4 separate regions of the Mus musculus genome follow, and all the other regions are linked to region 2. The links are chromatin contacts, called in public HiChIP or PLAC-seq and promoter capture Hi-C maps. All regions are on one chromosome and are shown on one strand. The core of a region is the stretch at or near the end of the contact, and the rest is flanking DNA. Distances in the headings are between cores, read along the strand shown. Region 1 holds the start of Prdx6 (peroxiredoxin 6). Region 2 holds the start of Rabgap1l (RAB GTPase activating protein 1-like). Region 3 has its middle 35 kb from the start of Tex50. Region 4 overlaps Rabgap1l (RAB GTPase activating protein 1-like).

Region 1 (6,220 bases), core at 697-3,196, 460 kb after region 2:
GTCAAATCCCTTGTATTAGAAATGACACACAGGGTGGAAAAGTCCTTCTCGGTTATTGCAGGCGTATCATGACTTATGTTTGTTCATAAATTTACCTCATCTTAAGATGCCACTTCATCTGCTTATTTAGTTGCTATTTAGGGACAAAGCCTCACTAAGTTGGCTTGGCCTTGAAGTTAGGATCTTCCCAACTGTCTCCTCAGCAGCTGGAATAAAACAGTTGCATCCAGATCTAGATCAATAAACAATCCCTAAGATTCCCGCCCCCGACTCTATAGTGTGGCTATCTTCACAGCACACGCGCTTTAGATTCATATTTATCTCTCATCCTTACAGATGAAGCGCTCCAGCAAGCCCTCACATTTCCTGGGGGTGTGGGCTGCAGACAGGAATGGGAAGGAACACTGTGTAAATCGTTGGCAGTCTTGGATAAATATTAACACTAGATTTTGAGTGATGAGTCTGGCTGGCATGCTTATTTTTAGACTTTTCTCCTGCAAGGCCTGAGGGTTCCATTTGCTACTTCTTCTAGTCTACCTTTCTCTTTTAAAAGCTCTGCTTCCCCTTAGTCAGGAGGAGCCAAACTCACCTCAGGAAAGATTCTCTAATGCTTCCTTTCCTGCCTGGTCACGGAGTAGTTTCATAAACTGCTCTGTCCTCACGTACATACATACATACATACATACATACATACATACATACATACATACTAGATACGAAAAGGACACAGACAGACCCAAGAGTTTGTTTATTCAGTGTCATTGGGCACTGAAACTCCAGAACCACAACATAGCCTGACGCGTATGCAAAAAGCGGACTGAAACTAAGCATCTTACAATGTGTGCATTCAGGAGCTGTAAAACTAAGACAAAATCGGTGCATACCTAGCCACTGTGGCCACCACTGTTGTTATCAGCAGCAAGGCCAGGCGCTGATGCAAAGCAGAGGGGGAGGGGACCACTGGGAAACAAAAGAGTCTCCAAGTGGGGAGGCACACGTGTCCTAGCCTTGGAATGGCCTAGAGTGGCAAAATGGTCGCAGCCTTTCCCTCAAAGCATTGCTTCTTCTAGAATCACGGTCACGCCTACAGAGTGTTTCTGGGTGCTCCCAAAGCTGTTACATATAATCTTATTTTTGACCTCTGAAGGAGGCTCTGGACAAAAAGTCTTTTGGCTACTTACTTGGCACCGTAGTTTTGTTTTGTTTTTTAATTCAGAAGTCCGCAAACACTCCCCGAAGTTAAGAGGAACCCAGATAACGTCGGGACAGCCCTTAATTTGTGGCTGTGTGCTCTAACTTTGACCTTAGGCACCCACCTTCCGCAAGGTACAACTTCTAGAGCGGCAGGAGGGCGGGCAGTGCGACCCTGGGCAAGCGTCCCGGGAAATGACCTCAAACACCGAGCAACCCTGCCCCACCTCCCCTGGGCTTTCAGATCGACCCCGACACAAACCCAACACTGTTTACAAAACCAGGTTAAACAGACAACAAACCGTCCTCGGCAAGGACCTCCTTTCCCATGCCAGGCCAGCCACGCTGGGTCAGGGAAGGATCCGCTGATCGGCGTAGGGCCGGGCAGAGGTCGCAGGTCCCCAGCAATGCCCGGTGATGCTCGGCAGGACCCCGGCGGCGGGCACGTGCGGGAACCGGTGAGGGGCTAAGCCAGAGACCCGCCGCGGCCGAGCGCAACCCGGAAAGAAGCGAGGCAGGTAGCTCTGGGGACCCGTCACCTGGCAGGGCAACGCGGTGGCCACTTACGAATCTCCCAGGAAATCGTGGAAGCGGATGCGGCCGATGGTGGTATTGGCCTCAAAGTTGGGGGCTTCGTCCCCGAGAAGCAACCCTCCGGGCATGGCGGCAGTGGTGACGCTGAGAACAAGGAGGCGCAGCCGCAGCAGTGAGCAGCGGGCGGGCTCCTGCGGAGACCTAGATCAGTGCTGGCCGAGTGGGCGGGGCTGGGGCGGGGCTGGGGCGGGGTGGGGCGACCGCGAGTCTGGCGGCTGCGGTTCTTCACGTGGAGCTTGCAGGCAAGGGAGATTCTGGAGCTAAAGAAGGCCACGTGCAATAGGAAGGAAGCGCAAGACCGAGAATTGCGGGGACTTGTAGATCTGGCGGCTCTGCAAAGATGCTCTAGGAGAAGGCGGAATTAGCGCAAATCCTCTGACATTCTCACCCCTGTTGGACTTACAATTTAGAGGTCTTGGGGTATAGCCCTCTTTTACTATGAGCATCTAGTAGTTGGCTGAATGACTGACTACTCAGCCAACCTGGGTTTCAGAAGTTTTTCAGGATGTGGCAAGAACCAGACTTGTGACGTGGGCTAAGTCAGAGGAAGTGGCTTTCTTATTGCAGCAAACATTCTGTACCAATGTCAATAAGAGGGCAATGGAAAGAACCGTTTTTTTTTTTTTTTAAATTTTGCCTCCCCATTCCTGGAGTTCCTTATAAAATGCTCAACACATTATTCCTAAAGTTTAAATATAGGTTTCACAACAGGCTTCTTGAGATCGAGTGTATGCAAGTGAATTCCCACCTGAAGAAATGGGACATTTTGATCCACTGACTTCCTATTTCCTAAGCACAAAGTGGAGAAAGATGCCTGCCCTTATTAGAGACAGATGGCAGACATTCTGCACAGAAACCAGAATCTGTTAGAAGCTCAGCCTGGTGATCGCAAACCAGAAACCCCAACTACTCTGGAGAAAGGAGAAGGACTGTAAATTCTGAGCTACAGAGGAAGTTCAAGGCCAACCTGGGGAACTTAGAGTCTGTCTCAAAATAAAGGGGAATGAGGAAGCAGGTGTGCGGCAGGATGCTTGACTGGAGTGTGGGAGGCCCTAGGTCCAATCGCCAGCGCTAAGGTGTGGTGGAGGACAATGTATTAGAAAGCCCCGAGTCCTAGCTGGAGAAACTAAAGCGAGTTTATGTAAGTTAAGTGAGGCTACCTGGAGGTCAGCTTCAGATTGTGTGGCCCAGCCTGGGGAAGCCTGCAGGACAGTAGACTACTTAGAACATGGCAGGTGCTCTCAGAGTGGTAGCTATTATTAGATGACACAATTCACGCAGTAACTCTCACTTTCCTTATTGCTAGCTAGACACCGTGCGAGGCCTGATGTGAGACATAGTCCCAGCTCTTACAGGAAAAGTGCAGTTATGATATCATGTAAGGTGATATGGACAGGGGAGCTGTGAGTGTTTGTTGTTCGGTGTGAGGAATCCTCTGGAACAGACTCAACGGATTTAAAGGAAAGCGTGTGGCGGTGCTGAGTGCAGCGACCCACTGTACCCTGCGTTTTCATCATGGTGATAAGCCCTGTCTTTGTGTCTGCATGCATACTGGTCTTGCCTGCTTCACAGAGATTACTGCCATGCGTTTTAAAGTTAAGGTAACTTAATCTCTAGCTTGACTCCACCCTTCTGTTTTGAAAGCACGTATCTTCACTTTATTTATTATGTATTTTCACAGTAGGGAAGCAGGGTAGCTTGACCTTAAGGAACTATAAGCAGTGTTGCAAAGATGGGCTAAAAATCAGATACACCACAATAAAGAGACTGGATGCAGACTCAAAGTGGCTGATCTCTATCAAAGGCATAATTACATAGCCACCACTTTAAACTAAGCGAGTATAGTAAGATAAACACCTATTCCAATCTATAGTGCCAGAAGTAGCCTGCTGGTGGTGATTTAGTAACCGTGCTCTAGCCTTGGCAAAAGTTGGAATTCTTTAAAGGTAGAGATTAACATGTCTGTTTGCTTGATTGTTTTTCAAGACAGGATTTCTTTGTGTATCACTGGCTGTTCTGGAATATGATCTGTAAACCGGGCTGGTCTCCAGCTCACAGAGATCTGCCTCCCTGTGTGATCAAAGGTGTGCGCCACTGCCCAGTTGAGATTAACATTTTTGACAACACAGTTTATTTCACAAGACACTTAAATTTCTGTCTTCTGAGAAGTCCACAGATCTAGCATCAGAAGGCTATAGGCCCACTTGGAAACAGTGGTTACAAAATAGCCTTTTCTTTTCATGACTTTTTCTTTTCCTTTATTACTGTTTCTTCATTCTGTTCCTCATATTGTGAACATGAACAATGAAGACGATTTTATTCAAGGCAAAAGCCTGGTATAGTATATGTCCCTGTGAAAGCAAAGAACATTCTCATGTATTTAGTATGTGAATAAAGTTACAAGGCCACTGTGTTTGACCCTTGTAGGTAAGTGAGTTTGACCTTGCCTTATATGTAAGGAACCAGGACACTACAGGAGGACAGTGAAGACCATTTTCTCAAGGACCAGTGAGAAGCACAGTGGGAAAGGGAGGGGCTCGCTGTGGGATAGGCCAGAACATGGGAAGGAAACAGGCTAAGAGAACCCTTTGCTATGAAGGACTGAAGGCTCTGCCGTCAGGAGGAAGTGCTTTCAAACAACCTAATGGCTGGAGAGAACACCATGGTCCTTAGAATTATCTCCTGAGGGCTAACAAGGAAGTGCAGGAACTTCCAGTGGGATGGTGTCTGATTCACACAACAATTCTAACTGCTTCAAAATATCAAAATCTCTCTCTCTGTCTCTGTCTGTCTCTGTCTCTGTCTCTCTGTCTCTCTCTCTCTTAGTCTGTGGACTTTTAGGAAGAGGAAAGGAGGAAGGAAAAGAGGTATAGGGAGAAAAATCAACAAGAACAAAGTATATATTGAAACCCAGCACTTTGTGTGTTAATAAAAACATTAAAAAATGTTGGTTTAAACTGTATGTACATTTACCAAAAAGATTATACTAGAATATTCCTAAGACAATGTCATAGGGACAGCATAACTATTCACATCACCCATGCATGTTACAAAGGAAATGAATTGTTGGTAGCGATGCGGTAAAGGTAAACTATTGGACAGCCAGCAGAATGGAGCCTCCCTAGCTTCACGCAGTGATAGGGGTCAGAGTCTCTCTCTCTCTCTCTCTCTCTCTCTCTCTCTCTCTCTCTCTCTCTCCCTCACATGCCCCCAGAGGCCTCTTTCCTTCTCTTTCTGTCTTTTTCTGTCTCCCTTTCCCTGCTTCTACCCCTTTCCACGTTCCTGCTCTGCTCCTTGGCTCCCTTCCCCCAGTAAACTTCTTTTTGTCCTAGGCCTGTCTTTCAGGGGACCCCTTGGCAGGGCTCACTGAGGTGTTTCTCCTGCATTGTTATGTAATTATTATGTGTTTTATAAAACACAAAGGGTGAATACATAAAAAGAGTGTTTTGCATTCTCAGGACTCAATAACCACTTTACAACTCTTGATAAGAGTGTTAACTGGGCTGGAGAGATGACTCAGCAGCTAACAGTACTGTGTGCTCTTCCAGAGGTCCTGAATTCAATTCCCAGCAAGCACATGGTGGTTTACAACCATCTGTAATGGGATCCGATGCCCTCTTCTGGTGTGTCTGCAGACAGCAACAGTGTACTCACATATATAAAATAAATAAGTCTTAAAAAAAAAACAAAAGTGTTAACAACTCACTCTTAATGCTTTTTTTATTTTAAAAAGTTCTTCCTGGGCTGGAGAGATGGCTCACTGACTGCTCTTCCGAAAGTCCTGAGTTCAATTCCCAGCAACCACATGGTGGTTCATGACCATCTGTAATGAGATCTGACGCCCTCTTCTGGGGAGCCTGAAGACAGCAACAGTGTACTTACATATAATAAATAAATAAATCTTAAAAAAAAAATGTTCTTCCTGCTCTTTTCTGCTCATCTCTCTTTTCTTTCACAACTTGGAACACATCTTGTTAAATCCAGTGGGCGCTTTTCTTCACTTTCTATGTGTTGGGCAGAGTTGACTACTTTATTATTTTGGAGCCACTTCTTTTCAGCTTCCGCAGCACCAAACTCTCCTGTTTTCCCTCCTTTCTTACAGGCAGGTCTTTCTCCTTTCTCTTTCTTCCAAGTGTTGGTTCTTCCCAGAGCATTCTCTCTCTCTCTCTCTCTCTCTCTCTCTCTCTCTCTCTCTCTCTCCATGCCTATCGAGGCTTCCCCTCCCTCCTCTCTTTCTAATCCCACCCTCTCACCTCCCCTCCCCTCACTCTCTTCCCTTCCCTTCAGAGAAGGGGGTCCTCCCATGGATGTCAACCCCACCTTGGCATATCAAGTTGCAGTAGGACTAGGCACATCTCCTACTGAGGCTGGGCAAGGCAGCCTGCTTAGGGGAAAGGGATCCAAAGGCAGGCAATGTTGTCAGAGACAGCCCCTG
Region 2 (5,616 bases), core at 646-3,145:
AATATACAGAACTTCCCATCCAATGTTTTAAAAAGAAGGAAAGAAAGAAAACTGCCATAGGTCTACAGCCATACCTTTTGCACTTGTTTGTATATTTGCTATTTTCCTCAATAATATTGGAGCTTCCTACCTTATTTGCAGCTTCCCAGAGCACAAATTAAGCTTTCCAACATGCTCACAGATAAGCCCTGAACAATCACATCTATTTCTCCCCAGGTGGTTTAGTATATTAAGAGTACATCTTGAACTAATTTAATATGGTCATCAATCTAACTCAAAGTCTTAGCTAGCTTCCCAAGAAGTACATTTTGTAGTAACATATACTATATTAAATTCATCTAGCCTTTCTCCTTTCAACCTCAGTGTCAGTTTCATATAGAGAACACAACTAAGACAATGAATCACAGGCCAATTTCCCTTTCCAGGCAGCTTGTAAACTAGTATTTTCCACGAATAGAATCCACTTCCAATTTGACTACAAACTTCATGTCTGTACCTCCTGATCACGATTACTGGACATTCTACAGAAGTGCAGCGGCTGCCAAATGTAAACACTACTACAAGAAAAGTCTTAAGGTTTTCAGGAAATTGTGTTCTCTGAATTGTGACAGTCAACTATCTACCTCTTCTCATACACAAGAAAATTTAGATGCATTAAAATCATCTAAACTGTCCATTGGAAAAAAAAATGCATGCTTTGACATCTGTTTCCAAACAGCACTAAGCAGGTCAAGCAAGCCCTTACCATTAAAGGTTAGCGGTTCATTTAATTTGCATACCATCGGTTCTGAAAAAACGATCGCCTAAATTCGAGTCTTTTTCTGATATAACCAACTCTGAGAAGTCCAAAAAGAATATATAAGCACCTGAACGAAACTGTCTTGAGACCACAAATGAACTTCTCAGTTCAGCCTTCCTTGCTCCTGGCCACCTCCCCAATGGCCAGTGGCCCCTTTCCACATGCTGACGCACTGCCCAGCCCTGCACCGTTGGCGATCCGAGCAAAGTACCAGCTCGGTCTCAGAAACTTTGACTCAGTTATCAGGACACGGAGGACAACATGCGCGTGGGTGTGGATGAGTGTCTGTCGGGGCCCACGCGGTCAACTTTGAAGCGGGGCATTCCTGGCAGGTAGAGATCTGCCCAAAAAACAGCCTATCCCAGACAGCAAAACCACAAGCATCGCCAGCAGGAACGGAGCAAAGTGCGCGGGGCGGAGGAAAGGGAAGAGCGAGGGAAGGACACGGGATCCAACCGACGCTTTCAAGTGGGTAAGAAAATAAACCTGTCCACACGCCCCCCCGGACTCGGGGTTGCTGGGACTGCGAGCCCAGCAGCAGCCACATCCCGGCCACCGCCGGCGGGGGCGGCGGCAATGTCAGGAGGGCACACTTGGAGGCGGCGGCCGCCCAAGCCACCACCCGGCCCCAGGTGAGGGGCGCCAACCCCGCCTCCCGCCCGGCCGCCCCACCGCGACGAGCCAGCCACACGGAGAACCCGGGTGTCCCGGAGGCGGCCGACGGTGCTGAGCCCGCCGGATGCCTTCCGCCCCGCTCCAGCATCCCGGTCCCGGGCCGGGCCTCGCACCCCGACCCTCTCTGAACCAGCCGGGTCCACCTCAAAACCCCCCGGAGCGCGGCTCCCAGCCGTCAGGCCGCCCTCGAGCCCCCCTCGAAGGCCGCTTTCACCTCACCTCACGTCTCCGCGGCCGTGCCGGAACAACAACTCTGTCAGACGCCCGAGTCCCACCCGCCGCCCAGAGCTCTGCGGCCGGGCCCGTCCCGTTCACTCCGCCGCGGCCGAAGCCCAGGGAGGGCGGAGGGAACGGGGCGGAGGGAGCGGGCTGGGGAGGGGAGAGGACCGCACGGCAGGAAGAGGCGAGGGAGGGGGCGGACTGAGGAGGAGGCGGTCGGCGGGAGCGCGCGCGCCCGGCCCCTCGGCGCGGCGTGCGCGCTCCCGAGGGCGGAGGTGCCTTCTCTGCCTAAGTCGGCGGCGCGCGCGCGCGTCCACAGGCTCGCTTGACTCGGCTTGGCCCCCCCAACCCTGAAAGCGCGGAGTACAAACCTGAGCAGAGGGCAGAGGGCGAGCTAGGAGAGCGGAGGCACGCGAGGACCTCCTCCAGCACGCGTGCTGGTGCCTGGCAATCATCCCCAGCACTGACTGAGTTCTAAGTCCCTTTTGGGGAGATTCTTTCTTAACAAACCTGTTTTACATATTTCCATTCCGTGAGGCCAGTAAGTCACCTCGGAGGACTAACTTTTCCACCGGGACTCTTTGTCCTTTGAAGGTGCTTGGAGGCATCCCCCTTCATTGATTCTTCCAGACTCAGACTACATAGGAAAGCGCTAACCCAACGGTAAAGGCATCCCGGGTCTCACCTTTTAGCCTTTCAGAGAGTAGATTTTGGAGGACAGATAAACTAAAGTATTTACTTTCTGCCACAAATATTGTACTAATTTTTGAACTGTGAATTTTTTCCTTTCTAGATCAAGCAGCCAGAAAAGACCTGTACATTCCTTGAATCTCATAAGAACTTTTTTTCTCAGGTTTATGGCACAAATATGTGTACCCTTAATCTGTGAAATATTTTAGAGATTCTAGAGGGACCTGTTCACCCATTTCTGTGCCTTTCATGATGAATCCTACCTGGCTTATAGAAAGTATCCGTTCAGTAAATATTACTGTTTGAATTGAATGTGTCCAGAGATTGGACCTCTAGAGTAGCTTCTTGAGTTGAAAGTTCTCTTTTCTTATAACACTTCAATTGGTCTGTCATTATTGTCCACCCAGATCCAAAAGCTACCCTGTAACATTTGTCAAAGGACCTTCAAACCCAAGTTTCTTTTCTCCTTTTTCTTAATGTTAATGCCTACAGATGCTGTGTCATAGCAAAAGTGTTCCAACTCATTCGGGTTTCCCCTCCGTGTTAGGTCCTTCCCAGAAGGTATTTTTGTTAAGCTCTGTACCCTGAGTAGACCTCCTAACCAGAACCTGACTCAATGCTTTAAGTTTGATACCTAATAAAGTTAGGATCTAATTAACACAAATCATCTGTTGACTTCCACGTTTGCAGAGTCTCATTGTAAATATACGAGAAGTAGATACTGAGCCAGGCTCTATGAGAAAATCAGCACACGAAAAGGCCATACATAGCATTTGCCTTCAGGTATCTTCTAAACAAAGCGAAGTTATTTGACAAAGGGGACAATGAAGGCTAGGACTTAGCTCACTTTCTCCTGTTTACCAGGAGGCCAGGCCTAAGAAGGGTGTGACTTCACGTGAAAGCCGGACTTCTCACTTCAGTTAACCTAATCTAGATCACCCCTCACAGGCACGCCTGGACGCTTGTCTCCCAGATAATCCTATATCCTGTCAAACTGACAATATTAAACACTGAACACAGCCAGGCACATCTTGTGTGTGGAGGAGAATGAAAAGGAGTTTTTCCTCACACTAGCTGCTGAGATGGGTGGGTTTAGTTAACGAAGCCACCACCTCTACAGTGAAGGAAGCTGACCCGAAGGCGAAGCTGACACATTATGAAAGAGTTCAAAATAAGCCAGAAGTCATCCTCTAGATTTAGTCATTTCCCTGAGTCAAGATGTTTTCTTAGTTACTTAGGATTTTTAAAATGAATTTAGATTTTTATTATTTGCAGTCAAGTCTGAATTTTTCAATACATATTATGGAAGGAAGAATCATATGACTCTCCCACAGATATTGTTTTAATGACATGAATAGATTCTGTACTTGATAAAATTTTAGAAGGTCCTCATAGGGATTTGTCTACTACCCAGAACCCTTCCCAGACTGGGTTATTTATGTAATGTCTGAGAACTCATCACTGCACTTAAAAAATTAGTTTAAATTCTGTGCTTTATTTAAATCAGCTTGCCCTAATAAAAGCACCTAATGACTCTAATGGGTAACCATGTTTATATGCATTTAACATGTGAGGGGTTTTTTATATTTTTGTTTTGTCTTTTGTGTGTGTGTGTGTGTGCGTGTGTGTGTGTGTGTGTGTGTGTGTGTGTTATACTTAAGTATACATTAACCAAACCAAAAGAGGATGCTGAGTATCTTCTGCCATTCTCTATGCTATTCTCTTAAGACAGAGTCTCTCACTGAACCACAGCTCACCGGTTTGGCTAGGCTGTCAGCCAGCAGGCTCTAGCAGACTTCCTGTGTCCATTTCTAACCAGCACTGGGGTTGTAGGCATGCATGGCCACACCTGGTTATTTTTACATGGGTGTTGGGGATCTGAACTTAGGTCTCCATGTTTGCATAGCAAATGTTCTTACCCACACAACCACTCCCTGGCCACTATTATATTGGTTCAGAGTTGTTTTGTTGTTGTTGTTGTTGTTTGTCTGACACTGGAAAGATTAGAAAAATAACCCTGGTAACCTAGGTTGTGGTGGTGCATACCTTTAAGCACTTGGAGGCAGTGGCAGGTGAATCTCTGAGTTCAAGGCCAGTCTGGTCTACTGAGTTCCGGGACAGCCAGGGATACAAGAGAAAGCACACACATACACACACACACACACACACACACACACACACACACACAAAGGGAGGGAGGAAGGAAGAAAGACAGACAGACAGAAGAAAAGAGAAAGAAAAATGGAACTGGCTCCCTAAAGAAAGGAGAAACGAGAGGTAGCAAAACATACAGTGTAGGCAGGAAGACTTTTCTCCTTCCTTCTTATTTAAAGCTGAAAAAATCATTCTAAGCCTATACTAAAGTCATCCTTTCAGACAGAATAAGAACACACTCAACCAGCCAGGTATGGTGGCAAGAAGATCACAAGTTCACGACTAGCCTGGAATACAAAGTGAGTTCCAGGACACCTTGGGCTACAATGTGAGAATCTGTCTCAAGAAAGGAAGGAAGGAAAGAAGGGAGGGAAGAAGGGAGGGAGGGAGGTAAGGAGGGAGGGAGAAAAAGAAGATGAGAAGGAAGACAATGACCACCACTATCAATAATGATAACCACAACACGGTCAACAAGCAATATGTTTATGGAAATCAGAACATGTTCTCAATCATGAGAGAGGCAGGCAGTGTTAACGTTTCTTGAAGACTGACTTATTATTTTTATTACCCAATAAGAAGAAAGATGATAGCTACCAATACCTGATAGAAATGTCTGAAATTTATCTCACTATCAGACTGCTTTTCTTTGTCTGTGACAATGACCCTCCTTAGTGAATAACAAAAACACCTGGGAGGAAGGGGGCATGGGGGAGTCATGTCTACTTAGCTCCTAGGAGATGACCAACCTCTGAGATATTACAAAAAGATATTATGATCTTTTGTATCATAAAAATGTTTCAGTATATAAAAGTAGAGAAAACAGTATGATAAGTCCTATCCTGCCCAGACAACCAGAATATGCCGAATCTCCCCACCCCCATCCCACACATAAATTTCACTCACAAGCATTTCCTTGTCTAGCCCTAAAAGCTAAGGGATCTTTTATTGACATCAATAAAACCTACAATTCACAGGATAGATAAGCAAGTTCCTTTAAAAAAATAGGTGATATAAAAATAAGTAGGAAGGAAGAGATGTTAGGTTTGCTTGGATATGATTTTGCTTTTTCTATTTTTTTC
Region 3 (6,033 bases), core at 2,787-5,286, 400 kb after region 2:
ATTCTTTATCCATAGTTAGATCCAAGTACCTCAGCACGTGTCTGAAACTACACATAATATGGAGTCCTAGACATCCTGCTTTGCCTCATAGCTCCACATCTATGATAAAACTTAATTCATAACGTAGCCTCATTAAGAAGATAAAAACAGTGTCTAATGACAAACAAGAAAAGTATAGCAATATGTTCTAATTAGTTACTTAAATCTTATGAGTTATTTATTTCTGCAGTCTTTCATTTTCTACATTGGGATCGCAGTTGGCCTCAGAGGACCAAACTGATGGAGAGTGGGGTCACAGTTACCACAGGACAGTGTGCGTGGCTTTTGTGACTGGCTTCTTCCACTTATAAGGTTCTCAAGGTCCTTCGTGCAATAATTAGAGCAGCATTTAGTTCCTTTCTGGGAGCGGGGGAATAGTGTCCTGCTAGACTAGGGGAGCAACCTCCTGCATACATGTATTCATTAGCTGACAAGCACTGACTTGTGAATAACTCTGAACATTCATGAACAAACATCCACGGAATATACTCCCTGGGTTATAGTTTACATCTCTCTCTCTCTCTCTCTCTCTCTCTCTCTCTCTCTCTCTCTCTCTCTCTCTCTCTCTCTCCCTCCCTCCCTCCCTCCCTCTCTCTCTCTCTGTCTCTCTCTCTGTGTCTGTCTTTTTCTATCTTGAGATAGGGTTTCTCTATGTAGTTCTGAGTATTCTGGAACTCACTATGTAGACCAGGCTGGCCTCACATTCACAGTGATCCTCCTGCCTCTGCTTCCCAGTTCTGGGATTAAAGGCATGCATCCCAGTGTCTGGCTATTTTGCACTTTTCTAAAATGAGCTTCTTCTGGACTCTGATGTTTCTTCAAGCTAAATGCGGTGTCTTAAGCTTTGTCTCATTCAGAAGCTTTAAAGTGTTTATGGCAGGGTGGATAGTTGGCTCAGCAGGTAAAGCATTTGTGTAATGTCAATAGTTCTGATCTTCCAGCACCCACTTCAAAGCCAGGTAGACTTGGTGGGTTACCTACAATCCTAGTGTGGTGGAGGCAGAGACAAAGACTCCCTGGAGCCAGCTGACAAGCCAGCCTAGCCCAAACAGTGATGCTTTGGGATCAGTGAGAGACCTAAGTGATGGGGAGAGTGACTGAGGAAGGTAGTTAATATCAACCTCATGCCTCACATGTGTGACTGCGTAAAGGCAACCAGACACGGTTATATGCAAACATAAGGTAAAAGGAAAGGAACAAACATTTGAGGCAGTGGGTATCAAAAGGTTGGCTTTAGTTGTCAACTCGTCACAACCTAAGGTCACCCGAGAAAAGAGTCTCTATGATTGCCTACATAAATGAATTGATAGAGCAAAACTCAGCTAGATCGTGCTGACCCACTATAATAGTTGCCACTGTGGGCAGCACTATTCCCTAGGCAGGGAATCTTGGCCTGTGTAAGTTTAGAGAGAGGGCTGAGTACAAGTAAGTCTGAACTCATGGATTTCTCTCTGCCTTTGATAATGTATGTGAAGTGACTAGCTGTTCTAAATGCCTTGTGTCTCAGCATCCCTGCTAGGATGGACTATAATCCGGAACTGTGAACCAAAGAAAACCCTTTTTCTGATAATTTGCTTTTATCATATAAGTTTTTGTTTTTGTTTTGATTTTTATTTTTGTTTTTTTCATAGCAGCAGAAGTGAAACCAGGACAGGGCAGTACCAGGGTGCTCCTGTTATATCCTTTGCCACTGAAAAGTCAGAAGGCAGAATAGGAAACTTAAAAAGTGTTAGCTGGAATTGTCTCAGACCCATGCCCGTTACAATGGTCTTCTTTTTCTGTTTTTTTCCCCCGTCATGTTCTATCTCTTCTCTGCTTTCTACGTGAGAGCATCATTTCCACGCTCCACATTAAATGACACCCTGTTTTTCCTTTCCCAGGTATTTCTAAGATGTACACGGATATCATCAGAGGGGAGTCGCTGATCATTTGTAGTTTCACATGCATTTTCTTTGGAATTTTTCGAGGTCACTCAACTGACACGTCCATGTTCAGAGGTAAGATGGTTGATGTTCTGTCTGTATACTTCCTAAGATTACTATTGAAACGAAAGTGCATTTGTCTCTGCATCTTTCTCTATACATTGCTCTCTGATCAATTAAAATGAGAAGTGAGGTAAACAAGAAAATATAACCATATTTGCATTTTAGTGATTGCTAAAATGCAAAGTGTGTGTTGGATTGATCTGTAATAGGCAAACTGGGGTATATGGGAGGGATGGAAAGAGGAAAGGGAAGGAGGAAATGATATAATTTTACAATCTAAAAAAAAAAAAAAGAAAAGAAGGAAAAGAAATAATTAAAAAGACCCATCTCTTGTCCCTCAGCATGCATACACACATAGACCAATTGCATCATCCGGCCCAGGTTATCCCTCTAGCTGGGATCAGCATGTATCTCAGTTGGTGGATGCTAAGAGTTGTGCGTGGTCTTAGATCTGAGGGTGAAGGCAAACAACTAATGCATATTGGTAAAACAATCCTAGGGGGACAACAGCCAGATTTGTGTGGCTAATGGTGCCTGGGATGCGGAATACATTCCCCTGACAGGTTTCTAGATGTCTCGTTAGTAGCTAGAGAAGAATGGCAGGAATCAGCACAGCGTGAAGGGGAGACATGAGCCCTGGGGACACATTTGTGGTAGCTGCAAGAGGGGGTGGGGAGGACCAAAAGCATAAGGAAGTGTTGGTGGAAATCAGGTAGATAATTTTAAAATGGCTTATTAGCACGCATTAACCATGTAACGGGCTTAGTTATGCTTTCATGATGTGTTTCAATCGTATCCACTCCTGTTAGTCTCTCCTGTCTCTTTCCCCACACTCCTTGTTCCTCTCTGCAGCCAGCCCTCCTGTCTAATGTCTTTCTGTGTGTGACCTAAGGAGTTTCATTGGGATTGTTTACCAGCGTGTAAGTGGGGGCTCACTTACATCCCTGGGGAAGTCTACATTAAGTAGATTTATCAGACTCTCACAGGGCACTCTGCCTGAGGAAGAACAGGCCCCCTGTTTACAAACCAGAGTGCAGTCAGTAAAAAAACAAAACAACACAGACAAACAAGCCAAAACCCAGATGGTTAACTCACGTTTTTCTTTCTCCCCTTTCTCTCCTTTCTTTTATGTTTAGAGTTACACATAATCATCGGACTCAGCTTTGATGTTTTTGGAAGCACCATATGTGGCTATTGGTGTACGAGAGTCATCCAGATTATATTGACCGACCTCTTTAGCAACACACTGACGAACGTTGTTCTCTGTTTCTCACTGGTGTACATGACGTTTTACCTTGGTAAGGCAAACAAACACAAGAACTGCCATCCTACTAGAGAGCCTGGGAGTCCTGGTTTGCCCTGCTCCTTTCCCCTGCTTCATGTCTTCCTCCTGTCTGTTACCACCCCCCACCCACCCACTTGTGTTTTGTCACATCACCTCTCTGTCAGATCTAGTTCTCTCCTGGCCTCTCATTGTAACCTCATGTCTTTGCGCTCCTATGTCTGGGTACTCTTAGCCCTTTGAGCTCTATTCTCTAACCCTACAGTAAGTCCATGGCAGTGCCCTAGAAGCGGAATCGTCATGGAGTTGTTTCTGTCTGGACTCTTGAGCTGCTCACCCCATAAAATGGGAAAAGTTGGCGGAGAAGTTCCCGAGGGCTTTCCAAGCTCGTCATCCTTCACTCACTAGACTAAAAGGTCCTTTCAAATAGCGATCTTTTCTTGAATCTAGAAGGTGGGAAACGAGAGTGGGGAGATCAAGAGTGCTTGTGTCAGGAAGAGAAGCTGGGGCATCGGGTAAGTTGCAGGAGTAACTGTACCCAGCCCCAGTGGGCCTTCCGTTAGTTCAGTTTTGTAAAATTGGGACTTGAGGTGTTTCAGCTCCCAGGAACCATATTAACTATGACCAAACTGCTTTTGCTCCCCTCATACACTGGAGCAACTTTAACCAATGAAGATCTCAGCCGTCTCTTACACCTCTAGCTAAGGAAAGGCAGTTTTCTTTTTCCTGTAGATATATCGCCACCTAGTGGTTGCTTACTGCCCTGAGCCAGTCAAACTAGCGAAAACATTCACGGAATGCTCGTTTCCTTCAGCTTTATTTCTTTGCTCCTTTGTGAAAGTTTTGTGGATGCCTTACTTCAGTTTTTCCACCTCCCTACCAGACTGTGAGCCTCTTGAATATGAGTGGCGCTCATAGTCAGCTCTTCACTCGATTAGTTTTTCCTCCTTTCAGCCAAGCTTAGAGTTGGTCAAATGCCCGACAGTAATTTAATACGTGCTGATCGAATGAACCAACATTCCTTCTCAATGTGTTTTTGAGTAGACAGAATCCAGATATACTCCGTCAATCAGCAACGTTGGGAAATACTTAGCCTCTTTAAGCTTGTCTCTTCTATACAATCGGTCTAACAATACTCCATTTGTGTAAGGCACTGCATGCATTAATGAAGCTTGCTATGCTTGTGAGCTGCGGCTACCCTAGGGACTGGCAAGAGCTCCTTGTGTACACAGCTCCTCCCACCTCCTTCTGAGTGACAGTTGTTCCTGGAGGGGGGCGGGGCGTGTCTCTCTCCCCAATCCCAGACACTTGTTTTTGAGCCTTTGCCAGCTCCCTACTGTGTTCAAGACAGGGTGGCTCATAAATGCTGGTTCATTTCTTCTTCCTAATAGGAATGGAGGTGTTTGCAGCCAATATTTGGTGTCCCCTTAGACAGATTAAATGGATGATAGCCAAGGGCAGAGTGCCAGGACCGGGTCGCAGAAGGCGTTTCAGCCTCCCTTTCACGTTAGAGGATTCCCAGCCCAGACACACACGTTTTCGAGTTGGGATGGGACTCTCACATAATTAACAATACAAGTTCCTTATTTTCATTTATCAATATAACCAAAAATGTTCCGTCACTTTGGCTCAAGTCATTGAAACACAGACATGGGGCTGGCGAGATGGCTCAGTGGTTAAGAGCACCGACTGCTCTTCTGAAGGTCCCGAGTTCAAATCCCAACAACCACATGGTGGCTCACAACCATCCGTAATGAAATCTGATGCCCTCTTCTGGAGTATCTGAAGACAGCTACAGTGTACTTACATATAATAAATAAATAAATAAATCTTAAAAAAAAAAAGAAATGGAAATTGGTAGTCAGTAACTTTATAAAAAATCAATTTCTTGAATGTGTTCAGAAATATATTTGAAGTCATGCTAAGAACTGATGCAGTTAATTACAAGAATAAGCTTTATTTAAAAAAAAGAAACACAAACATTTGATAAAAATGTGTTTAAAACTCAGCAAGAATATATATGATAATAAATAAATCAAGATCATATACATATGTGTATATATATATATATATATATATATGTATATCAGACAAAAATAAGAACTAGCATGTACTCAAAGAAACTGGAAATAAGAGTTTGACAGTTGTCCCCTATCAAAACATTTGCAGAACTGTTAGCTTTACTCAACTTGATTGTTGAAGTTAAATTCGTTAGGAAAGTGCATATATATATATATATATATATATATATGTATGTATATGTATATGTATGTATATATATATCCAAAGTGAAGTTAAGTGAATAGATAAATGAAAAGAATTTTGATAAGTGGTAGACCAGTGGATTAAAATCAGTACTGTAGTAGTCACAACAGTGGTTAATACTGGAATCACAAGAGTGGCCATCCATTGCCATGCACATATGCCAAGGAACATATCATCTAAGTTAATGCTTGCAATAAGGATGTGAGGTGCTATTCACCCCACTTAACACCTGCTTTGCAGACGTGGGGACATTAATGGAGAAAGGGGAGGTCACATCCCATAAGCATCGTGCTGTGCCCTGTTTGAAAGCTCTTCCACTGCTTGCTTGGATGTTCTTTCTCTTCCTTTCTGTCTACTGTCACCCTGGGCTCCTTGGAGACTCTGTAGCCCGGCACCTTTAGTATTTTTGTGTTCTAACATTCTCCCTAGACTATGTTTCAACATTTAGAGCCCAGTGAATTG
Region 4 (6,252 bases), core at 3,121-5,620, 380 kb before region 2:
TGGTGCATGCTCTTTGGTGGCAGCTGAGCTTGAAGAGGTTCCCCCAAAAATAGGGACATTTTTTTTTTTTAATGTAACACAGTACTCTGATGAACCGCTGGTTTTCCTGGATGGAAACATTCTAAATTGGCAAAGTTTTTACTGATATAGGTTTACATGTTCTTTTCAGGCAAAATCATAGTAAACACAATGATGTAAGACTGCATGCTCCCAATATCTATCTATCTATCTATCTATCTATCTATCTATCTATCTATCTATCTATCTATCTATCTATCTATCTATCTAACTATCTATCTATCTACCCATCCATCCACAAGTCAGGGATAGCTGAAATCTGTAGCCTCTGTCCCGTGAAGCATAATAATTACCTACTCCACTTTCAGAAGGCAAAACAAAAAAGACCTTATGGATATTTTCAATTGAGCAATATAATTAAAGGGGCAAACCATGAGTTCTGGTTCAATGAAGCATGGATAGTCATTTGCTAACTTCCTGATATAGTTTAGCACACTCACACTGATACCATAAACTGAGAGACAGAGACAGTTTCTTTTATAGAAACCCAGGAGAGAAAGCATCCATGGAAAAGGGGAGGATCATTAAGCCACTCATACTAAAAGAGCTTTTCCAAGAAATGCTGTTCTCACATCAAGAAATTATACTGGAAATCACAGGTCTGCCTTCCAGAGAGAGGAGGTGTTCCTTTTTTAAGAAAAGATGGAAGAATTAGTTCAGTTAATTAGTCTGAGCTCTATGAAACAACCTGGAAAGGAAAATATGACAGGAGTGGTATAGAACGAAGCACAAAGGCCTAATTAGTAAAGGATACCATAGAAACTAGACTATCCTGGTAGCTGGAAAATGTCTGTAACTGTGGGGAAAGGCACTAGAAGTCCTGTTCAATCCATTTCTATCTACACATAGTAAATTCAGCTTAATACTCCGCAGTTTGAGTCTGTCCGTCCCTAGGCCAAAGCTTCAGAGGGAACCTATTACAGTCCAGCTCTGCTGCCCGTTAGCTTGGTAAGTAAGTGCCTCAGCGTCTCTCTGTATAAGACTCCTAAGTACATAAACGAGGGACACTGGGGAAGAATGGCAGGAGGATTTGTCAAATGTTATATTTTTTGACTCCCATCCTGGAATAAGGAGTAAGGAAATCCAATATGGATGTGATCATCCCTCATATGTTTTAGTTCATTACATACCACTATGCAGGTTTTAACAGTGTAAAACTAGCTTCAGGAAACACTGGTCGTGTGTATGTCTGTGTGTCTGTGCACTTATGTTACTGGAGATGAACCCAGGGCCTTTTTTTATGCTAGATAAGAACTCTACCATGGAGCTATACCACCAGCCTCATTTATGCTTATCTTACTTTAGTTTCCTTATTTTATTTTATTTTATTGTATTTTTTTATTGAGACAGGTATTCTCTCTGTAGCCCTGGCTGCACCAGAAGTAATTTTGTATACCAGGCAGGCCTCGAACTCAGAGATCCTACTGCATCTGCCTCCCAGTGCTGGATTGAAGGTGTGCAACAACCACTGCCCAGCTCATTTCTGCATTTTTAATTAAGAAAAGTAAATTAAAGGAAGAAAAAGGTCCTCCCCACCTAACTTTAACATGTATGCCTACTTTTCCCAGATGTTCTACCAGAAAGGTTTTTATTCAATGCAGACTCACTCATCAATACATCTCAGGAGCTTTATTTTAAAGAATATATTGCATATTCAACTACTTATTATCTCTAATTTCCCAGTCTATGCAAGACATCATGTGTGTCTGTGTTAAATATGTGATGTATGTACACAGTATGCATGCACATGCATACATAGGTGCCTATGCTGTGCATGTATGTGCAGAAGTCAGAGGAGGAACCTGGTGTCCTACTCTGTAGCACTCTGCTTTATTCCTTTGAGATGAGGTCTCTTACTGAATCTGGACCTCTTCCTGTCTCCATGCCCCACATGCCAGGGTTAGAGATGTACACTGCCAAGGCCAGCTTTGTATATGAATGCTAAGATCAAAACTCAGGTGCTCCTACCTGTGCAGGAAGCACTCATGCCCTTTGAGCCATCTCTCCAGCCCCACCATCCCTTGACCCCTGCTGATAGGCCTTTGCCCTTGCCTCCTTGTTTCTGTTCTTGGAACTCCAGTCATTCCCCTACTACTGTATGGGGAGTAGTCTGAGTAGCCCCCCTTTAAAAAAATGCTGGATATGGTGGCATGCACCTCTAGTCCCAAGCATTCAAGTGGCCCGGCTGAAGCAGAAAGCTTGCTTGAACACAGACGTTCTGGGACATTACAGGCAATACAGCAAGTTGAGAAGAGAGGAGAGAGACAGGGACAGGAGAAAGAGAAAGGATGGGAGAGAAGATCAGATCAATATTTTTCTGCTCAAAGTCCTTTACCGTTTCTATTTTTAACTTACATTTTATAAGCTCATTACATCAGAATCTAAGGTTGACTTAATTTACTGTTCATGTATAGTTTATGTTCAAAAGAATGAATGAGCTGGGCTTGGTGGCGCACGCCTTTAATCCCAGCACTTGGGAGGCAGAGGCAGGCGGATTTCTGAGTTCGAGGCCAGCCTGGTCTACAGAGTGAGTTCCAGGACAGCCAGGGCTACACAGAGAAACCCTGTCTCAAAAAAACAAAAAAACAAAACAAAACAAAAAAAGAATGAATGAAAATATTAGAAGGGGATGGATGGAGGTGTTAGAGGTAACAGGAAGTGTCACAGGGATGCCCACTATTAGAAATAAGGGTCAGTCTTTGGAGAGACCAGTAAAGGTTTCTCTTTCTTTCTCTCTCTCCCTCTCCATGTCTCTCTCTGTCTGTCTCTCTCTCTGTGTCTCTCTCTGTGTCTCTGTGTCTCTGTCTCTGTCTCTCTCTCACTCTCTCTCTCTCTCTCTCTCTCTCTCTCTCTCACACACACACACACACACACACACACACACACACACACGAGTTGGGTGGGGTCTGGAACTGACAGATCAGTGGTAGCTTGAAAAAGGTTTAAGGAACAAACACAAAGGTTGAGATACAGTGCAGGGAGGAAAGAACTGTATGTGGGAGCAGAGCAGCCCTGCTGAGAGATGAGGAGAAGGGGCATCTGCACCCTCTTACAGCCAGGAAGGCTGCAAGGCATGCCCATGAGGGACCAGCTTGTGAAGTAGGGCTTCCAATGCTCACTGGCTCCCTGTGCCCTCACTACTTTCCGTACACGGTCCCAGTTTATACTCATTCTAGAGCTTAACTGGGCAATGTCACAGATATTTCCTTCAGAAGTAAATCTTATTCATTTCTTGTCTTTATCCCTCTTGGGAAAGAAAGGTAGTTTTTAGTTGGGCTAAGGAACCCACCTTCCTATCTCTGAATCCATTTCTCATCTCCTTTTAACTATAGGACTTAAACTCTCCATACTTTAGGTTCCTCATAAGCTGCACAGACCTAACATGGCCACTGTTAGGAACACATGGGTAGCTATATGCAAAGCATGCAGAACACTGTCTGACAAACAGGTAAGCACAAATGTCCTAGGAATTATTGTGTTAATGTTACCAAATTAAATTCAGAATTCTTCTGTGGAATTTCACCTATCCAATGGTCCATGGACTCTGCTATGTATTTTGAAGAGAGTTGATCTGTGTATTTCTTCTTTAACCTTTTGAGAACACTTAGTCTCTTTTCCCAGCTAAACAATATGACCAGGTCAGTAATTTAGTCTTAAGAAACTCAAAAACTTAGGACCAGGTACAAACTATCACAGTTTGTAAAGTGTTGTCCTAGCATACCCAGGCCAGTTTCAATATGATGAGGCATGCATTACTAATATTTTGGAGGCAGAGTAGGAAGGGCAAAGTTGTCAGCCATTCTCAGCTATGTGGTGAGTTTGATGCCAATCTGGGCTACAGGAGACCTTGTTTGAATAAACAAAGAAGCTTGAGTCACTAGAAAATTGGAGGTAGCTAGCATTTTAGAAGAACAGATCAAAGAATAAAACATTGAAAAATAGACAGAGTTAAGAGTTTATAGCTTTTCCTTCCAGAAAATGATAGAAGCTGATGAGTTTACTCCTTGGTATTTATTCCTTCATTTCTAGTTAGTAATAGAAATGATTTCCATGATCTACTTGCACTATGGTTTTCCATCACTAGGTGTCTAATTGTCCTAAGCTAGACAGGATCATGGGACAAGTTTGAGCCCAACTAGAAGAAACAGATAATGATAACAAACAGAGTTTGAGAAAAACAGCCAGACACCCAAATGCTGCCCAGTTTCCATGCTTCCAGCTCCACTGTGTGTAGTGGCCTCACATCTAATGTTCCAATTCCTTTTTCTAGAATATAAATTTACTTCCTTTTGTTCTGGTCTCAGGAAATGAAAAACATCTGGTCGCAATCTTTCACACTATTCAGGACGCTTAGATCGTACCCTTGTCACTTGTTGAGTTAAACATTTCTAACTCCTTTAACCTGCCCTCATACACACTGATTATAAATTGTTTCTTGATCACATGTGAATTCTCCTCAAGAGCATTATAATCTCCTAACGGTGAATAAATAAACACATTTTAATTAGGGGGAATTTTGTAGTTTAAGTGTACATTGTATAGGCTGTTACTAAAGAACTTTGTGCTGCCTACTTCTGCTTTAAGCTTCACATAAGCTATGGTTCTTATAATACTGAATCTGGGAAACAAATATAAACAGAAATAAAATCTGTAGTAAATTGTGACTATTTCCAATGAAATACGTGGACATTACAGGGCTGGGGTTTCCAGTGCTTAAAGAACAATAATTGGATCTTGCCCATCATTTTCTTAGCAATGTTGCTGGAGATTAACAGTTACCAAGAGAAAAATGCTACTGTGCACATCAATGCTGGTAGTGAAGTCTAGAAGTCACTGTGGAATGCAGTTTCAATGGCTGTACAGGATGGGATGCCTGAAGCAGAAAGCCGGGACCATCCAGATGTATTGGTTGTTGCTTGCTTCCTCAGAAGCCTTGCTGAGAGAACTCTCTTGTGCTGTGTGAGTTTGTAACTTACATAATAACCACATCAGAGTAAACTTCCCTATTCCCTCCTGCTTTTTATTTTTCTGAAATTGACTTGGCTATCTTGGAACCCATTTTCATTGATCCATCTGCCTCTGCCTCCCAAATGCTGGGACTAGAAATGTGGACCACCACACTTAACTAAAATTAATAAATCATGGTGTTTCTGAAATAATGCAAAAAGAAAATTCATAGAAAATAGTTTCACTAGAATAATATCTGTGAAAGGGAAGATCTGTGCTAGGCATGTGACAGTGCTAACCCACTTGATTCTTACAACACTGCTTTTCTTCTTGTTGTTGTACTTAATTTTTAAATATTATTTTATTTTATGTGAGTGGATATTTCACCTGCATGTATGCCTGTATATCATGTGTGTGCCAAAGAGGTTATTGAATCCCCTGTGTCTGGAGTTACAGATATATGTGAATGCTGGGTATCGCACTGAGGCCCTCTGGAGTTACAGATATATGTGAATGCTGGGTATCGCACTGAGGCCCTCTGGAGTTACAGATATATGTGAATGCTGGGTATCGCACTGAGGCTCTCTGGAGTTACAGATATATGTGAATGCTGGGTATCACACTGAGGCCCTCTGGAGTTACAGATATATGTGAATGCTGGGTATCGCACTGAGGCCCTCTGGAGGGATAGTTGGGGCTCTTACAGTGGACTCTCTCCAGCCTATGACCTATGTTTTAAACATTCTTTTCTTACATAAAAGGAATGAGAGGGACTGAGAAACCAAGTGATTTTTCAGGAGGCTATGGCTGCTAAGAAGCAACTGGAAGAAAAGGCACCTGTGAACACACACACACAGACACACATACACACAGACACACACACACAGACACACACACACAGACACACAGACACACATACACACACACAGACACACACACAGACACACACACACACAGACACACATACACACACAGACACACACACAGACACACACACAGATACACACAAACACACACAGACACACATACACACACACAGACACACACACAGACACACACACACACACACAGACACACACACAGATACACACAAACACACACAGACACACATACACACACAGACACACACACAAACACACACACACAGACACACACACAGACATACACACACACACAGACACACAGACACACACAGACACACATACACACACACAGACACACACACAC

What was found. Promoter capture Hi-C pulls out the DNA fragments that hold promoters and counts their contacts. HiChIP or PLAC-seq counts read pairs in DNA pulled down with a chosen protein or histone mark.
Region 1: a promoter capture Hi-C map of erythroid cells shows a contact between it and region 2, with 5 times the contacts expected there. The contact joins the promoter of Prdx6 here to the promoter of Rabgap1l in region 2. A contact is called at or near these places in 13 of 39 promoter capture datasets (the 3T3-L1 cell line, 3T3-L1-derived adipocytes, the HPC-7 cell line and 8 more), 2 of 484 Hi-C or Micro-C datasets (the N1E-115 cell line and uterus), 3 of 115 datasets of contacts at active chromatin or transcription factors (T-cell acute lymphoblastic leukemia, large pre-B cells and memory CD8 T cells) and 1 of 9 other capture datasets (liver).
Region 3: a promoter capture Hi-C map of the HPC-7 cell line shows a contact between it and region 2, with 5 times the contacts expected there. The contact joins the enhancer-like site here to the promoter of Rabgap1l in region 2. A contact is called at or near these places in 17 of 39 promoter capture datasets (the 3T3-L1 cell line, 3T3-L1-derived adipocytes, the HPC-7 cell line and 11 more), 6 of 115 datasets of contacts at active chromatin or transcription factors (astrocytes, bone marrow-derived macrophages, embryonic stem cells and 2 more) and 1 of 9 other capture datasets (liver).
Region 4: a contact with region 2 is called in an H3K4me3 HiChIP or PLAC-seq map of bone marrow-derived macrophages, with 5 times the contacts expected there. The contact joins the enhancer-like site here to the promoter of Rabgap1l in region 2. A contact is called at or near these places in 17 of 39 promoter capture datasets (the 3T3-L1 cell line, 3T3-L1-derived adipocytes, the HPC-7 cell line and 10 more), 2 of 484 Hi-C or Micro-C datasets (embryonic fibroblasts and muscle stem cells), 10 of 115 datasets of contacts at active chromatin or transcription factors (the 230-238 cell line, CD8 T cells, astrocytes and 7 more) and 1 of 9 other capture datasets (embryonic stem cells).

What each region holds. Positions count from the first base shown.
Region 1 is chr1:161,249,264-161,255,483 of GRCm38.p6, forward strand. Prdx6 (peroxiredoxin 6) reads right to left here and starts at 1,947. Exons shown (of 5, transcript NM_007453.4): 1 at 1,759-1,947. The coding sequence starts at 1,853.
Region 2 is chr1:160,791,043-160,796,658 of GRCm38.p6, forward strand. It overlaps Rabgap1l (RAB GTPase activating protein 1-like), which reads right to left and starts at 1,896. Exons shown (of 21, transcript NM_013862.5): 1 at 1,694-1,896. It overlaps Gm37083 (a long non-coding RNA gene), which reads left to right and starts at 853. Exons shown (of 3, transcript XR_003948752.1): 1 at 853-1,271.
Region 3 is chr1:161,191,640-161,197,672 of GRCm38.p6, forward strand. It overlaps the pseudogene Gm6185. Among named protein-coding and RNA genes, the nearest start is that of Tex50, 35 kb to the left of the region's middle. Within about 2 kb of position 4,037, at least 271 of the 459 cell types and tissues checked have an H3K27ac peak or open chromatin away from gene starts, as enhancers often do. A contact at or near this core is called in the HPC-7 cell line, astrocytes, bone marrow-derived macrophages and 5 more, where this site is marked.
Region 4 is chr1:160,404,306-160,410,557 of GRCm38.p6, forward strand. All of the region lies in intron 17 of Rabgap1l (RAB GTPase activating protein 1-like), which reads right to left. Among named protein-coding and RNA genes, the nearest start is that of Mir1927, 110 kb to the left of the region's middle. Within about 2 kb of position 4,371, at least 14 of the 459 cell types and tissues checked have an H3K27ac peak or open chromatin away from gene starts, as enhancers often do. A contact at or near this core is called in bone marrow-derived macrophages and second pharyngeal arch cranial neural crest, where this site is marked.